Linked DNA regions of Mus musculus: all the other regions are linked to region 4. A link is a contact called in public ChIA-PET and HiChIP or PLAC-seq data. All regions are on one chromosome and are shown on one strand. Each heading gives the region's core, a stretch centred on a gene start, on an enhancer-like site or on the middle of the called end of the contact. The rest is flanking DNA. Distances are from core to core; before and after follow the strand shown.

Evidence for each region. ChIA-PET counts read pairs in DNA pulled down with a chosen protein or histone mark. HiChIP or PLAC-seq counts read pairs in DNA pulled down with a chosen protein or histone mark.
Region 1: an RNA polymerase II ChIA-PET map of memory CD8 T cells shows a contact between it and region 4, with 28 read pairs. The contact joins the promoter of Prdm11 here to the enhancer-like site in region 4. A contact is called at or near these places in 3 of 39 promoter capture datasets (embryonic stem cells, hippocampal neurons and pre-B cells), 7 of 115 datasets of contacts at active chromatin or transcription factors (astrocytes, embryonic forebrain, embryonic hindbrain and 4 more) and 1 of 9 other capture datasets (liver).
Region 2: a contact with region 4 is called in an H3K27ac HiChIP or PLAC-seq map of large pre-B cells, with 2.8 times the contacts expected there. The contact joins two enhancer-like sites. A contact is called at or near these places in 1 of 115 datasets of contacts at active chromatin or transcription factors (large pre-B cells) and 1 of 9 other capture datasets (liver).
Region 3: an RNA polymerase II ChIA-PET map of memory CD8 T cells shows a contact between it and region 4, with 20 read pairs. The contact joins the promoter of Accs here to the enhancer-like site in region 4. A contact is called at or near these places in 6 of 39 promoter capture datasets (the 3T3-L1 cell line, the C10 cell line, hippocampal neurons and 2 more), 1 of 15 datasets of contacts at CTCF or cohesin (pro-B cells), 5 of 115 datasets of contacts at active chromatin or transcription factors (bone marrow-derived macrophages, differentiating embryonic stem cells, memory CD8 T cells and 1 more) and 3 of 9 other capture datasets (adipose tissue, liver and pancreatic islet).

The regions. Positions count from the first base shown.
Region 1 is chr2:93,044,865-93,047,564 of GRCm38.p6, reverse strand. It overlaps Prdm11 (PR domain containing 11), which reads left to right and starts at 1,400. Exons shown (of 8, transcript NM_001368848.1): 1 at 1,400-1,586.
Region 2 is chr2:93,118,367-93,121,131 of GRCm38.p6, reverse strand. No RefSeq gene overlaps it. Among named protein-coding and RNA genes, the nearest start is that of Gm32627, 24 kb to the left of the region's middle. Within about 2 kb of position 1,476, at least 16 of the 459 cell types and tissues checked have an H3K27ac peak or open chromatin away from gene starts, as enhancers often do.
Region 3 is chr2:93,848,509-93,851,208 of GRCm38.p6, reverse strand. Accs (1-aminocyclopropane-1-carboxylate synthase (non-functional)) reads left to right here and starts at 1,266. Exons shown (of 15, transcript NM_001290782.1): 1 at 1,266-1,444.
Region 4 is chr2:93,426,238-93,428,937 of GRCm38.p6, reverse strand. The region is part of intron 6 of Cd82 (CD82 antigen); the gene reads left to right. Among named protein-coding and RNA genes, the nearest start is that of Mir7001, 5.6 kb to the right of the region's middle. Within about 2 kb of position 1,352, at least 71 of the 459 cell types and tissues checked have an H3K27ac peak or open chromatin away from gene starts, as enhancers often do. A contact at or near this core is called in memory CD8 T cells, pro-B cells and thymic regulatory T cells, where this site is marked.

The DNA.
Region 1 (2,700 bases), core at 151-2,650, 380 kb after region 4:
TAATTCCTCAGCCTCTCTTCCTGAGCCTGCCCTCTCCCAGGTGTTAGTTAGAACTTGAGGTAGTCCTACAGACTTCTGACTGGGCTGGAGCCACAATGGGATACACAGATCCAGGTCTTCATCCATATCCCACACACGACCCGGTGCTTCAGAAAGCTACACTGTGGACACACAGCAAGCACCTAGCCATTTCCATAGCATTACAGCTGCTTCTGGGCTCTTTACATACACCCTCAGGGCTCACCCTAGAGCTGGCAGCTGGACCTTTACAGCTTTGCAAGAAGAGGAAACAGGGTCATAGCTACAGACACTCAAGGTCATACTGCAAGTGACAGACAAGGGAGCCGAAGAAGCGTTTATGTTACCAAGGTCAAGAGAAATAAGAGAAGTTGCCTCCTGTCCCAGCCCCCATCAGGTCTCCTAAGCAAAGCATCCTCAGGAGTACTTGACCTTGGAAAGCCCTCTGGGATCGCCCTGGTGGAAGCTCCTTTCCCTGGGTAATCGGCTCCCCTGAGGTGACACCTTCTTGGGACTATCTGGACCTTCCTGGACTACCTGGCACTGGGCAGGCCTTCCAAGATCTCTTACTCAGGTAGAATCCTTTTTGGCAACTTCCAGCCTAAGGTGAGGCCCTCCTTCGGCCAGGGAACCCACCCTGCAGCAGCCTCCCCTTGGGGTCATTACAAAGAAGGGCTTGGGGTAGGGTTGTTCTGGTTCCCTCTGACCACTCACACTTCCTTTAAACACCCCAGCCTTACTACATCCCTTCACTATCTTTCTTGCTGGGTGCCATTTTGCAGATGGATACAATGAGGCACTAGGCAAGTTAAGTTAGGACACAGTCCCGTTCCAGCTTTGTATTCAGATTTGGTACTGTACTTTGATCTGAACAGCAAGTGACACTCACCCTTTAGTCCCCACGTAAATAGTTAATTTTTCTCACAGGCCCCAGGGCCCTTTTCCCTTGGTGTTCTATGGGACGCATGTTACCCAACTTCAGTTGATACTTCCAAACGGCTGAGCAACCAAAGGGTTAAAGGGGCCCGGAAGAGGACCCTGTAAGGGTTAAAATTATAAACGCATTTATCGCCCTCTGACTATTTATTGGGTTGTAGACCGACAACGTCGAAGCCGGGCAGAGCCAGGAGGCACCCTCGGATGGGCTTGCGCAAACGCCACAACTTTCTAGCACGACCCCCAGAAAGTATCCCAGGCACAAAGTTGGCGCAGCCCGCTCCTCCTCCGCAGCGTCGCCCTCCCCGTGGGGCGCGCGGCGGGGACGCGCGAGCTCCCGCGCGGGGCCGGCTCGGGGGACGCGGGGCTCAGCGAGGCTCGGCTCCGGCCCCCTGAATTGGGGGGTCCGCGTCTGCCCCAAACGCCGCTTTCTTCCGTTTTCCATGTCATTTCCTGTACTAATAAGATGGTGGTCAAAGCAGGGGAGGAGAGCAGCAGCGAGTCGCCGCCGCGCTGCCGCTGGCGCTGAAACTTTGCCCGGCCGGGGACCCCGCGCGCGGCCGCCCCGTCCCGCCGCGTCCCGCCGCCCCGGCCCCGGCCCGGCTCGCCGCCCCGCGTGGGAGCCCGCGAAGGTGAGTGGGCCCGGTGGCCACCGTGGCCATGAACGTGAACATGGCTTCGGAAGACGCTGGGCGGCTCGCCAACCGGCGCGGGGGCCGCGGCGAAGAGCGCGCGGGGACACTGGGGAGCGGGGGCGCAGGCAGGCGACGGGGCACGGACCGGAGCACCGGAAGCGGGGCGGGTCTCAAGGTGGCCCGGGCCCGCAGGTCGTCGCCACCGCCCGACGCGGGCCTCGGGCGGCCCAGCCTCCGCCTCCTTCCTCCGCGCACTCGCCCGCCTTGTTCCACTGTAGCCTTTTCCTCGGCTCCGCCGCGCGCTGACGGACGCGGCCGCCGGCCAATGGGAGCGGCTGTTCGGGCCCGGCGTTCGCAAAGAGAGCGCGTAGACAGGGGGCAGGGCGGGGCGAGGGCGGGATGCAGCCGCTGGCCTAGTTGCAGGGACCCGGTCGCCGGTGCTTCGGGGCCGGGCTGGGGGGCTTAGGGACCGCATGCCTCTCTGTGACCTGCCGCGGGCCTGGGGCGGCAGAGGGAGGGCGTGCCTTTTATCTATTTTAAGTCTTGGTTGCAGCACGGACTCTTCGGGAATTCGCCCCTGAGTGTCGTCTCCACCCCCCACCTCCTCATTCCCGGTCCCCAAGGTACTATGTGATGCAGAAACTGCAGAAACTTGGTGGCCAATGACCTTCCTCTGTCAAGGCCAGCGTGCCCTAGGCAAGTCGCTGCAGGGACTACTGAGCAGCCTTGGGCTAATAAGGCAAAAAGTTGCTAGTGTCTTGAGCCCATCTGAGTTGGAGCTCAGACCCTTAGAATCAGTTGATGACCTAGAGAAGGAAAGTCTGTCTTTTGTTTTTTTTGACCATGGCTTCGTGTGGAGGACAGCCGTGGTCTGTGATTAAGAGTGATCAGAAAGAAGCACGCCCAGTCCTTTGTGCGTGGGGACTGCGAGCAGTGAAGGGAGCCTTCTTTTCATCTTGAGAACCCTATAAACTTTGGGAGTTTTGTCTATCTGAAGCAGAATAGTTTTCCATGAAGTGTGATTCCCGTGGCACCCCTGTCCCCCGAAGAGGAAGGCAGGGACTTTCCTAGGTCTTGGTTGATGGTGTAGGGTGTATGGGTCAGAAGTCCC
Region 2 (2,765 bases), core at 227-2,726, 310 kb after region 4:
ATGGTGCTCAGAGCATGGGAGGATGGTGCTCAGAGCATGGGATGATGGTGCTCAGAGAATGGGAGGACAGTGCTCAGAGCATGGGAGGACAGTGCTCAGAGCATGGGAGGATGGTGCTCAGAGCATGGAAGGACGGTGCTCAGAGCATGGGAAGACAGTGCTCTGGAAAAAGGTGTTTACGACTAGCCAAAGAGCAGTACTGATATCTATAGATAGCCTGAGCTGCTTCAAGGACCATGAGTGTTCAGTATCTAACATCCCAGGACAATGACTGCACTTGATTACAGAGGAAGGGACACACTAGACAACCATCCCTGGCAGCCAACAGAAGAGGAACCCTGCTGCCAGGCCTATCAGCGAGACCAAAGATGCATGGCTCGTGAACAGCTCAGAGACGGCCATTGCTTCAGTTCTTAAACATTTCTCTTTCTCATGTGTCATCAAAACGTTAGGCTGATAAAGACTGGGGCACAGCTCAGCTGACAGCACACTTTCACAGCAATTGTGAAGCCCTGGGTTTGATCTCAGCGCTGCACAACCACGTGGTGGCACACGACAAATCCAGGCACGCAGGTGGTGGAGACAGAAAGATCAAGGGTTCAAAGTCATCCTTTGGTACTTGGGGAGTCGGCGGCCAGCCTGGGGTATGTGAGATCCTCTTTCAAAGAGCAAACCCAAATGCAACAGCGCGGCCAAAATTGAAAGTGCTAGGCCGTTTCTTGTCCTATTTAAGTAACTATAACAAAGCGCTTTACATCGGGGCCATTTATAAGCAGTAGTTGTTTGTTTGCTTGGTTTTCCTTCGAGATCTGGAAGTTGAGTTCAAAATCATGGATCCAGCAACTCAAGTGTCCACAATGGCACTGTGGCTGTGTCCCCACAGTGTGTGAAGGCAGAGGGGTAAAAGAGTCAGACTGACTCCCTCAGATGTTCTGATGAGCTCCCTAAAAAAATGCCCTAACTACCCACAGGTATATGGCTGAGAACTGTTAAATACTGAGGCAGTATTAACGCCTAGCCACATACCTTTACTGTAGTGGCCATTTTGACTTTTTACTTCTCCCTTAAGCAGCTAAGCCACAGGGGTGCTAGGGCAGGTTGACAGCTCCCTGACTGACAGCTCTGAGACCCTCCCCTTGGTCCCACTGCCTGGCAGTGGCTGTTGTAAACAGCTTGCACAAGGCTTTTTGTCTCGGACAAGCACAAGCTTCTATGAACTCTAGCAGCCAGTGTCACCTAGACTGGTCCCCTGCCTCTAGCTGCAGCTAACATATTTTTTTTCACTTTCGTGACCTTGAACTTCTGGTCCTCCTACCTCCACCTCTTGGATCACAGCACGCACCACCACACCCTGCTTATATAATCCATGGGGTCAAGCCTAGGGCTTCATGCATGCTAGGCAGACGCTATCTTACTGAGCTTCGTCCTCAGTCAGTCCCTGGTTGAACGGGCTGCAAATCTCTCCCCTCTCAAGCCATGCACCTGTTGGCAGGGTGGCTCTATCAAGGTTCCCATTTAGCAACGATCTAGTTTTTCTGTCTCTTTTAATCTCAGCTGTCCTGAGGCTCATTCCACTAGTCAAAACCAGAAAATGTAATATTATATGAGTTCTGGAAACTAGGTTCCAAGAGGCCTTTCAATTAACCCTCACTCTCTTAGAATATACATGAGGTCTGGCGCTGTAGCAGCCATCTCTTTATTGTTAAGAGTATATATCAGACCAGTGGTTCCCAGTGTGGGTCTCAGCTTAGATCATAGCTTCTGTTCCATGTAGGAACTTAACAGGAAGCAGGTGTCTGGGCCTCGTTGAGCTGTGCAGTCTCAGCATCTCTAAGCTGTCTGAATGACATGTACACACACACACACACACACACACACACACACGTGGGGTGGGGGCAGGGTGTAGAGATGCTTGCTTGGGTGCCTGTGAAACCTGGTGCAGCTCTGCCAGCCTCTGAGCTTGAATCTGTTGCTGCCATGTCCTGCTGGACTCCTGCTCAGATCTGTGCCCTGCCCAGCAGGCCCATTTTTCCCTCTTCTGTGCCAGATTTTCATGTAGCGAATTAATTTACATCGCCGGAGCCCGGCACGCCAGGAAGTTCAGCGGTGGCAATTTGGTGAGGGAAATGACTGTTTTCTAGCTCTGGCCTCAGCAGTGCTAGTGGGTTGGACATCAACAAAGTGCTGTGAAATAGTCCCATTTGCAAGTGTGTGCCTCCAGTGGAAAACTCCGAGTGGGTGTTTGTTCCTCCATGTCAATTCAGAAGACTGGCCCGTGGGCTTCAGGTCCTCCTGCCCTTGTAGCTATGGACTTTCTGTGACTCCATTCTTCTTCAGTCACTAGCTGAGCCTGCAAGAGGGGGTGCTTATTCGCTATAGGAGGCTAGGAGATGACATAGATTTGTACAGAGTTCACTGCACACCGAAACAGTCCCACTCTTGGTGGCTTAAAACACCAATGACTTATTGTGAATTCAGCAGGTGTCTAGCAGAGCCCCACCCCCTACCCCCAGGAGTCAGGACTGTATATACAGCAGGAGGGTCCACAGGACGTGGGGTAGACAGATGCTGTGCCCTTCTCTCTTCACACGGCCTGTCAGTCCAGCCAAGGTCTTATCAGAACACTGAAGAAAGGACAGTGGAGAGCCCATGAAGAGAGTCTGAACCCTGCCTAGAAAGACCACTTCACCGCCCACTCTGCCTTCTCCATCCCTCCATATTAGCAGGTACACACTATAGTGGTGGGAGCCGGCAGACAGGCAGGC
Region 3 (2,700 bases), core at 17-2,516, 420 kb before region 4:
GACAACCACTGATATTATCTTAATTTGATGTTAGCATTACATGATAAGGGATTTGACAAAAGAAAACAAATATCTGTACAAACACAGTCTTAACACAATGTGACAGAAACGGTCACGTCGATCACAATCCTCACTTCAGCAGTTGGTTTGAGCTGGTGTGTATAACTACCTTCCTCTCCTACTCTTCTGTATTTCCTCTGTCCTTAGTAAGCACCTCAATAGGTCTTGGTGTTTTTCTTGGAAGAGTGACCCATACCAAGGACATTTATAAAAAGGAGCATTTACCTAGGGGCTTGCTTACAGATCCAGAGGGGAGTGCAGTGACAGGCAGGCATGGTGCTGCAGCAGTGGCTAAGAACTTACATGATCCTCAGGCGGAAGGCAGAGAAAGAGACGGGGCGTGGCTTTTGAAACCTCAAAGGCCACACATTTGCCAACAAAAGCACACTTTATAATTCTTAAACAGTCCACCAAACGGGAACCAAATATTCAAAAACATAAGCCTGGGGGCGGGCATTCTCATCCAAACCACCACAACTTCTGTGACAGATTGGAACTACGGAGGCATGCTACCTTGTCAACTTAGCCATCACTGGCGCGCAGTGTCTCCTGTGTGAGCATAGCCACTGTTAAACTACCTAGATTATGCTCCTGACTCTGGGAGGCTTATAGGTGGCAGTATTATATTTGCATAGATCGTTATCTATCGGTCTGAGCCTCCTGGTCTGTGTTTGACAAGAGGTTGTTTCCTAGCATAACTATAAGAGGTGGAGTTATTCGATTTGGTATTTGCACTCAATTTGGCATGCCTCTGCAGGCACACAGTGAAAACGACTTACAACTTCTCGTTGCTTTCTTGCATTTTTTTCTAGTACCTGGAATTGAAGTTTTTCCTTTGTCTCCTCACATCTCTAAAAATCTATTTAGTATAGACTGGAATTCAAAGAAGTCCCCCTTTGAGAGCTATTCATTCCTGGGTGTTCCCATGGCCATATGAATATACATATACATGTCGATACTTTTCTATATTTCTTTTGTAAATCTTTTTTTTCCGGGCCTTGAGAGAAGCCTTTACAAATAGATGGCGGGGAGATCTCATGCTTAGGTAATGCCCAGGAAGATTGGTGTTTCAGCGGCTCTGAGCAAGTGTGTCCGAAAAGCTAGAGGTATCTGAGCTCAGCCAATGAGAGAAGGAATGGAGTGGGCGTGGCCTTGTCTTAACCAAGATCCTCCACCCCTCTGTTTCTTTCCCATTTCTAAGTTCGGACTCCAGTTTCTGGCAGACAGGGAAGTGCTGAAGACCGGAGCTTCCTCTTCTGTGACCAGGAGTCAGGGCACAGACTCCTTCCCTGTGTTCCCGCCAGATCGCCAGGGGGCAGGCTGCTCCGGTATCACGGAAGTCCGATCCGGAGAATATCGCGCGCGTGAAAACCCAAGGTCCAAAGTAGGTGCTGTATCCGCCACAGTGCACCGAAGGGGCCGGGTTCGCTCCGCGGTGCTCTTGATCGCTTCCTGCCCTTAGGTCTGGAAGTCTCTGAGGCCCGGAAACCCCTGGCGGGCCCTGCAGACCATTCTGTCTTTGTTGTCTTGGTTGGGCTGGTGAGATCACTAGGCCTGATTGACTACAGCGCCTTGAGCTCCTGCTGGGTTCTGGCTGCATTTAGGTCTGTACCGCGTTGTCCACAGCCCGAGCATTTGGTGATGTTTTTCCTCGGATCTAGGCTATCGGTGGAGCAGGCGTGTGCTTTGCTGAGTCCCGCCACCTTGGGGAGGACCCCAAGATTTGCAAAACAAAAGTAAACTGCGGGAGGGGAGGGCATTTTCTGTGTCCCCATCAACCATCTACCAAGTAAGACTTGTACCTTGAGACAGGGAAATCAGAGAGCATTTGTGATAGAGTGATTCATATTTTAGACTTTTGGCCACTAGCCAGAGTTTGGTATGAGTGCTTTATCGCCCTCAGGTCCTCACTGTTATTCTTTGAGATGGTTATTGGTCCACCAGAGCGCAGGTGCGGCATGACAGAGGAATCCTTAGGAGGCTCCTACATTTTGGTAGGCAGGAGACCCTCCTCTGCGGCCCTTGTGTCCTTTGTGAGTAGAGACAGGATCCAGGAGTGCCTGCACTTGTAACTCCTACTCCCCTTTCACCCCCACCCCCACTTCCCACCACCTTCTGCTCCTATCCACCCATCACACAAGAAGTCCAGAACTGTAGCAGTGATCTGCTTGGGAAATAGCCTGGTGTTCTGAAACTGAGGTGAGCAAGCAGGGGGAAAGATTGTTGGTGATCCCTGAGGCTGCCGAAAGGAGAAACAAATGCAGAAATGCTGCAAGCTAAAGCCACAGTAGATTAGCTTCGTTTCTATGTAGCCAGCCTGGTGTGGTGCTCACAGGTCCTCAACAGATTGTGTTTGTTGAAGTGTTTAACTGGATAAGGACACAAGGGATGATACACAGCTTGCAAGAAGAGGCAGATATCTTAGTTCCAGCTACTAGGGAGGCTGAGAAAAGAGGATCACCTGAGGACAAGAGTTCAAGGCCAGCATCAGGCAACCTCAGGGGAAAACCAGGAAAGAGAGAGAGAGAGAGAGAGAGAGAGAGAGAGAGAGAGAGAGAGCGCAACCAGCCTAGGCAGTAAAGTGTAAAATGCTTTTCTTGCTTTGCAGTCATGAGGACCTGAATTTTATCCCCAGAACCC
Region 4 (2,700 bases), core at 103-2,602:
GTGCCAGCATGTCTGAAGAAGTAGATGCTGAGGAAGAGCATCGGTCACTGTCACCTGGACCCCAGCGTCTCTGTTGTTGGGTCCACACAGGCCACAGACCAAGCTCCGTGCTCACCCTGTCACCAGCTGGGTCATGTGAGAGGCAGGATCATACCCAGGCCTTCATCTTGCTGGTGGAGGAATCAGGGAGCCCCAGGCTCCCCTGCTGCCCTCAGAGACCCCACTGGGAACCAGCTGAGCCTTGGGGCCTCTCTCCCATCCTGCTGTGCAGCATGGGGCAAGGACTTGCCGTGTAGCCATAGGTCCCTCTTGGAAGCTGAGAACTTTGGTCCAACATTAGCTAGCCCTCGGAAGAACTGAGGAGCCTAGAGCTGTGCTAGTCACACACCGAGTCTGGCCATTTCTTGAAACCATGCCGGAGATGGGAGAGGGGAGGAGTCTCATTTTCTGATGTGGGCGCTGAAGCACAGAGAGGTTGAACAGCTTACTCGTGTTCACACAGCCAATGAGCAGCAGAGGCAGAATGGGAACCCAGGCATCCTGGCTTAGTGGTCATGCTGATAAGACGTTCGTTCGCTGTAGTGGTTCCTTGCCTGAGGCTTTGGTTTGTAATGCACACCCAGCCTGTTCTCCAGGTGAGCTGGGCTGGCTCCCAGCACGAGAGCATAGGGCAGCTGCAATCCAAATGAGAAGAGAGCCTGTGCCAGGAGCAGGGTGGCCATGACAGCTGAACCCTGACAGCTGAGGGCTGACCTGAGCCTGAGCCTCCAGGTGGCCAAGGCGAGAGAGGAAATGGTAGATGAAAGGAAACTCGCCTGGATGTCGGCAGGAAGCCTGTGGTTAGGGGAGGGAAACTCCTTACCTAGCCCCGTATAGGGTCAGGTACTCATTTCTCCCTGGTGACTTTTCTGGGGACTGAGTCAGGGTACCTGGCAATGTCATTAGGTAGGAAGCTGGTGGCCTTCGCAGGGGGTCTGAGTCACCCCGCCCCCACCCCTAGTGGAGCCGCCATCCCTTGGTGAGGGCAGCGGCACCCTCTGAATTGACTTCAACCCCATATCAGGGGCCAAGCTTGAACATAACCTGTTTGAGATTTACATTTTTCCACTCAAGAAACAAACTCACAAGAGCCAAGTGACTTTGGCCACAGTCACACACTCAGAGCAGCCTCAGAGCGACTTCCCCACGGACGTTCTGCTTGCTGCTGCTCATCTGTGGTAGAAGCTCAGGAGTCCAGCCTCTGGGTGCCTCAGGACTGGCTGGAGAGTCGGCCTCTTTGCAATGCTGTGTGCCCCACGGGGCTTCCTCTGCCACCCTACTACCTCAGGCTCCACACCCCACTCCTTCCTGCACAGAATGGGGAATCCCCTGTGGTGGGTGAGATTCTGCACCTTCACCCCTGAATTGGAAGGAGCATACCCCCCCCAGCCACTTTGTAAATCACAGCAGGAGACTAAACACCCCTTGCTGGTGTTTATTCCTGTGCAGCTTGGAGTGGGGCAGGGGCGGGCAGGATTTCTCAGGGCAGAGGAAGAGGCCTTCTAAAAGATGGCTGGCGGATCGTCAAAGGCCCACTCAGCATTGGTTCTGAGGCCCGGGGCAGGCAGCCTCTTTCTGCCTCAGCTTCCTCTTCTGGAGTGATGCTTCAGACCTCTCTCCCTTGTGGGTTTCTGTGGCAGAAATGTCCTCTGAGACAGCAGCTGCAGCCATTCAGTGACAGTGTAGGCTACAAGCAAGACATCAGGCCCCCTGTGCCCCACAGACAGTGTCCCTGGGGAAGTCAGTGCGTATAATCACACCCCAGACCCTTCTGGGCTGTGATGTCACCAACCTTTTCTGGTTGTTCTGAGACTAGGTTTCATGTACTCCAGGCTGGCCTTGGAGTTATGATGTCACCAAGGATGATCTGGAACTTAGGATACTCCATACCGCCCCTCCCAAGTGCTAGGAGTACAGCTATTACCACCCCTCATTTCCCAACCCCCACCCCAAGTTTTATTCAGTTGGAATAAGGGGTTTTTGGGTGTCAGGAAAGCACTGATTCACCAAGCCACATCCACAGCCTTCCCAGTCCCTTTGTAAGATCTGAATGCTTCTAGGGGTCAGAACCCCCAAAGGCCTCCTCCCACTGCCGGGTGGAGAGTGGTAGGGTAGAGGCTGCGAGGCCCAGGGCCCTTGGCTGGTCAGCAGGCATCGTGGCATCACTGCTGTGGAGACTTTGCTGGACCTGGGCGAACAGGTAAGCATGGTGGGTAGCTGCACCCACCGTGGCCAGTGTTAAGATAGGCCAGGCTGAGTGAGCAGGACTCAGGGTGAAGTCACAGGGGCTTCATCTATGGGCTGCTGGCTGCAGTCACCCAGCCAGTGTGGGAGCAGAGACCAGGTCTGACATTCTGGGGTCCTGCTCCTTGGTAAGCTCTTGTGTTGGCTGCTGTGTGGCCTGGGTGAAGTTATGCACACCCTCTGAGCTGTGTAGATGTCTAGGAAGGATTCTGCTGATACTTCCTAAGGCAGCAGAGAGCGAGGGGCCAGGAAAGAAATGAGGTCTCCTGCTTCCCTGTTGACAGGCTGGTTTGGCTGCCAAATGACAGCCAAGTGATAGCTTCCCATTAACAGATACAGAAGTATTAAGAACCTGGATTGGGTTGGAGTGCAGGGCCTGGAGCTACAACCTGAAGCAGAAGGGCTTCGTGTGGGGGT